2 separate regions of the Mus musculus genome follow, and region 2 is linked to region 1. The links are chromatin contacts, called in public promoter capture Hi-C maps. All regions are on one chromosome and are shown on one strand. Each heading gives the region's core, a stretch centred on a gene start, on an enhancer-like site or on the middle of the called end of the contact. The rest is flanking DNA. Distances are from core to core; before and after follow the strand shown.

Region 1 (2,700 bases), core at 32-2,531:
CTGTCATATGAAATAAATATGTCTTTATCACCAGCTGACTTCTTTACTCAAAAGGGAAGAGGTTTTTTTTTCTCTCTATGCATGTGTGCACTCCCACATTCGTGTGTGTGTGTGTGTGTGTGTGTGTGCACATAATACATGCAGGGAATAAGAGGTAGTTTATTCTGAAGCCAAATTTGAATGAATGACCATGACAGATTTGGGTTACCCCAAATTCCATGTTCACAAAGTTTTGTAGCTCTCTAAGACAAAGTCGTAAGTCATGGCAAGTTTAAAATACATTGGTGGAAATGCCAGAGAGGCATATACAGTAAGACGAAGTTTTTCTTTAGTTACCAGATGCTATTTGACGATATTCTTAACTTTTGGGTTAGTGAAAGCTACGTTTATAGATTTCAGAGCCTATATGCAAGTTATTTCTGACCCATAGGAGGGCAATGGACGTCTGTTCTAGGAGCTATAGCTAACAGAGACAAGGTAATCAGTCTGGACCCGCAGATTCACAGCCTCTCCACATCACTGCTGTTTTTATTACACAGCTTCTTTCCAGGAATTTCCATTGGCAAGTAAAAAATTTAATGTGCCATCACCACAAACAAACAAAAAACCCTCACCATTTAGCGAAACTATGAGTTTGAGATCATTTCAAAGCACAGGTTAATTTTCTTTGCTAATTTTCTTTACTCCTCTATTTGATTTTCTTCCATCCATTTGTTTTCTCTTTATAACACTAAAATGGGATCCTCAGCTGTGTCTGAGCGCCCTGGAAGAACAGCGCTGCGCCCGCTTGCCCTATCTGAGATTGTGGGGGACCGAGACTCCATGGGACGGGCGATAGACAGCTGTGGAACTAAATGAGCTCTGCACAGCAGCAGCGCTCCCCACTTTTTGACCGGAGACCCAAAGCAGAAGGCATTTCCGGAAGCGATCCGTGCCTGCGCGAAACCAGTCTGAGTTTGGCGGCGGCTATGCTCCCATAGTGCCCAGCGCTCGCTCTCATTCTTAATCCAGGAGTCGCCATGCTCCTCCAGCGGACATCTCCCGAGTCCCCGGACCGTCCGCACAGGCCTCTAGCTGTTAGTTTGGGTTTTGGTTGCCCGGGCAACAGCTACTTCCGGGAGCGGCGACTGTGCGGCCCGCACAACCTGTTCTTCAGCGCCTCCGGCCTTCCAGGCGCGAGTTCTAACTGGGCACGAGCTCAATGTTTGACTGTTGCCCCTGGCAACAGCCACTTCCGCGAGCGTGCGCCGTTTTCTTCATCCCTCCGGGCTGAAGCGTGAGCCGCGTTCCACGGTTCCTCCTCGGAGCAGCGGTTAATCTCAGGCTGGTGTGGGTCCGGCCGACCCGGCTCGGGCCTCGTGGTCCCTGCCCCGCAGCCTTGCCACCTCGGCGGCGCCTCTGGCGCAGCCATGGTTGTGCTGCACGTGAAGAGAGGCGACGAGAGCCAGTTCTTACTGCAGGCGCCCGGGAGCACGGAGCTGGAAGAGCTCACGGCGCAGGTGGCCCGCGTCTACAACGGGCGGCTGAAGGTGCACCGGCTCTGCTCAGGTGCGGAAAGGGAGGCCGGCGGCTTCGGGGTCAGGGGGCAGCGCCCGGGGTCGCGAGGATTTGGGGAGATTTGCCGTAGCCCGGGGTGGGAAAGGAGCATCAGGGTTGACCGGGGATGAAAGACCAACGGCTGGAGGAAACCCAGGCTCGCCAGCCAACCGCCGACTCGGAGGAGAGCAGCCGGGATGCCAAGTGAGGCTGAGCTAAGCCGGGATTTGGGCTTCCGGGAAGTGCGAACGTACTGGGTCGAAAGGTGGCGGGACGGAGCTGAGGGATCGGGGACGGTGGGAGTTGTCAAGGGTGAGGGTGGAGTGAGTGGTGGCTGCAGGGAAGGGGGACAGTTTGAGACGCTAAAAGCCCTGGCCCTTGAGTCTCTTCGCTTTGAAGCCGCCCATGAAAGTTCTCACCGGGAGAGCCTTGGTGTTGTTTTCTGTCTCCTAGGAAACACATGATTTTTACATTATAGAGAACGCCTTAAGACCCGTTTTATATATATAATCAAACTTAACTGCTTTCAAAGAAGGCTCAATATTAAATGACATATTAAAAGTAAAACATTTAGGGGGTGGGGGGAACCTCCGGGTCTTTAACATCATAAACCGAAAGTGTGGGGCAGCATGTAAGAACTGCATGGGTGAGCCAGGCGGTGGTGGCGCACGCCTTTAATCCCAGCACTTGGGAGGCAGAGAGAGGCGGATTTCTGAGTTCGAGGCCAGCCTGGTCTACAAAGTGAGTTCCAGGACAGCCAGGGCTATACAGAGAAACCCTGTCTCAAAAAAAAAAAAAAAAAAAAAAAAAAAACAAGAATTGCATGGGTGAATCTACACAGAGGTAGGCACTGAAGCAAATACCATGGAGGATCACTGCCCCTGGCCTGCGCCTCACGACTTGCTCAGCCTGCTTTCTCATACCACCCAGGACCACTTGCCTAGGGGTGATACCACCCGGAGAGTGCTACCCCCCCCCCCCTTACTGTCATTGAGAAAATGCCTTACCTACAGACTTGCCTACAAACAGTCTGAAATAGACATTTTCTCAGTTGAGGTTCCTTCTTCCTAGATACGTCTATGTTCATGCCAGGTCAACAAAAGCCAAGCAGAACCAATTGCTTCCTTGTCAACACCAATCGACATATCACCATGAAACCATAAC
Region 2 (2,700 bases), core at 94-2,593, 2.7 Mb before region 1:
AATCTTAGCACTTGTGGGGACAGGCCATTGTGGCCAGTGGGATGTCAGTATGTATGCAAAATATTTCAGACATAATTGGAGTCCTAAAGCCCCTAATGGGTGAGGAGGTGGAAGAAGTGGATGCTGGAATCTTATCTGAAGATTAAGAAGAGCTGCGTATGCAAAGAGAAAGTCAATGGCCACAAAAGAATTGAGATCAAAGGTCTGAGCAGTGCCTCACAGTGGCAGAGAGGCTGTGCAGTAGGGAGAGGAGCTGAGCCCGGAAGTCACCTGGCAGACTCACCTTGGGGTTTTATTAGAGGGAGCAGCTCCTTGCAGACATCTCGGGTACCAAAAAAGTTCGTTTTCATTGTCACCTCTGCTTGAATGTGGAAGGGGGTGTCGTCATTGACTTTCGGGGGGGGGGGGGGGAGAAGAGAACCGAGTTAGCGGAGTGGAAATGTAAAGACCTAAGTAAGCTAGAGCTTTAGAGATCCACTTGCAAGTACAGTCTTGTTTACATACAGCTCTGCATCACTGTCCATCTGACAATTTTCTATTGTGCTTGAAAGACACCACCACCACTGGGGGTGGCTAGGTGAAGTTTGTATATATCAGGATCTTAAGGAAACACCGTTTCCCTCTGTCTCTTTCTCTCTCCTCAATCTCTTGCTTATTTCAGTATCAGATATAGTTCCACTTAAGTATCGCCAAGTCCAATTCAATTACTCAACAACTGGGTGAGGGAAACCTAGAAATGATGGCGAACATTGAGGCTCTGCTTTCCTGCAGCCCCTACTACCCTGTCCTGTTTCTCCCAGGGGATCTGTTTCAGAGTCCTACAGCATAGTGCTCCTGGTCCTAGTAATGATCCCAGAGAGGCACAGCCCACCTTGCCACCAGGCTCTGGGGAAGCCACCTTCCATCTCCACACCCAATGGCTTACCCTTGAAGGCGATGCCTGCGTTGTTGACCAGCACGTCCAGGCCTCCGTATTCCTTGAGCAGAAAGTCGCGCAGTGCGCGAATGCTCTGCGGGTTGTCGATGTCCAGCTGGTGGAAGCGTGGGCTCAGGCCCTCCGCCTGCAGCTTTTGCACTGCCGTTTGGCCCCGCTCCTCGTCCCGCGCCGCGAGCACCACGTCCCCGGAGAATTTCCGACACAGGTCACGAGTGATCGCGAATCCGATTCCTTTGTTAGCACCGGTCACCAGCGCCACGGGTCTGCTGGAAGACATGGCTGCGTGAGAAGGGAGGCCGTCGGAGACCAAGGAACTTGGCGCAAACTCTGCCTCTCGAGGCTGCTGGAGAGTGGTTCAAGACCGGTTCACTGGCGGACTGAAATTGGCGTCGACAATGTCGCACCTAGCACGCATGCGCAGTTTAAGCCCCCTCCCTACGGGGGGCGTGGCTGGTGGGGGGTGTGTTTGTTGTTTAGTGTGGATTTTAAAGTTGCCTCTTGTCAAATTGCTGTGTATTTAGGAAATGGCTCACCTTACCTGAACTCCGTTTTTTTTTTTTTGTTTTTTGTTTTTTTTTTAAATAAAAGTTTACCATGCAACGAAAGGTGTCAGGTTGTCTGTTATCTCAGATTATGCATTATGCAGTTGGGGGTTACATACCAGCCAGGAAAAAAACCGGCCAGGTCAAATGACTGACATCTCAGGCTTTTTCCTGAAGGCGTGTTGAAGCCAGCTGCCAGGCAAGACTGCAGGAGAAGGCGAGAGAGAGAGAGAGAGAGAGAGAGAGAGAGAGAGAGGGAGGGAGGGAGGGAGGGAGGGAGGGAGGGAGGGAGGGAGGGAGGGAGGGAGGGAGGGAGGGAGGGAGAGAGAGAGAGAGAGAGAGAGAGAGAGAGAGAGAGAGAGAGAGAGAGAGAGAGAGAGAGAGAGAGAAACACAGCTTTGCACCTGGAAATCATGCATTCAGCTTGCCCACGGGTCTAGGTCTTCCTCATTACTTGTATGAATTTTTCACTGTTTTCCCCAACTTGCAAATTGGACCTCTGTACGTTTTCTTTCTGGTGTTTAAAAAAAATAACATAAAGCTGCCACTTAAGTTGTAGGAACTTGAATTGTAGGACAAACTGGGAGATTATGATGAGGAATCGCAATTTGTGTTGAATTCACCTCTTAGGACACCAAAGCAAAGCTATTGGGGTAATCTTTGGGCAGGAAACATTCCTTACTAGCCTGTGGTATCCCTTTAGATACTTCTAATTGCTTTGTCTTACCTGGATGTTTGTATTGAGTGTACAGATGTGTACAGGGCCTTCAGGGGATGCTGCTCTTCTGTGCACCACAATGCACCCTTTTAGTCCCTTTTTAAGATGACATGATGCCATATGCTCGCAAAATGACATTTGGTTCAGTCGTGGGAAACAGATTTCGTCACTGGTTCCTAACACCCTGGCTATAGGGATCTCCAGGTCAAGTTTCGTTTCCTCTCCATTCAGTAGGTTGCTATTAGAAACAAGTGGCCATTTAGATTAAAATAAGACATTTTAGTTATACTGACCCCACAGGAAGACCTCTCTGTGTGTATGAAGGTCATTGTATTAGGAATACAGTAAAATAAAGGAGACAGGTATAAGATTTCCATTTCAAAATATTCTACTGCCTCATATACATTGCTTGTAAATTGCCGTTCAAAGTAAGCTCCTAGTCAATTGCTTAAGAAACCTGAATAATCCAAAAAAAAAAATGCTGCCCAGGGTGGGATGGCTCA

Evidence for each region. Capture Hi-C pulls out chosen DNA fragments and counts their contacts.
Region 2: a promoter capture Hi-C map of liver shows a contact between it and region 1, with 2.2 times the contacts expected there. The contact joins the promoter of Cbr1 here to the promoter of Cfap298 in region 1. A contact is called at or near these places in 1 of 39 promoter capture datasets (pre-B cells) and 2 of 9 other capture datasets (adipose tissue and liver).

Annotation. Positions count from the first base shown.
Region 1 is chr16:90,933,430-90,936,129 of GRCm38.p6, reverse strand. It overlaps Cfap298 (cilia and flagella associate protien 298), which reads left to right and starts at 1,281. Exons shown (of 7, transcript NM_026502.2): 1 at 1,281-1,548. The coding sequence starts at 1,410. Synj1 (synaptojanin 1) reads left to right here. Exons shown (of 32, transcript NM_001164483.1): 32 at 1-33.
Region 2 is chr16:93,606,480-93,609,179 of GRCm38.p6, reverse strand. It overlaps Cbr1 (carbonyl reductase 1), which reads right to left and starts at 1,343. Exons shown (of 3, transcript NM_007620.2): 1 at 926-1,343; 2 at 284-391. The coding sequence starts at 1,214.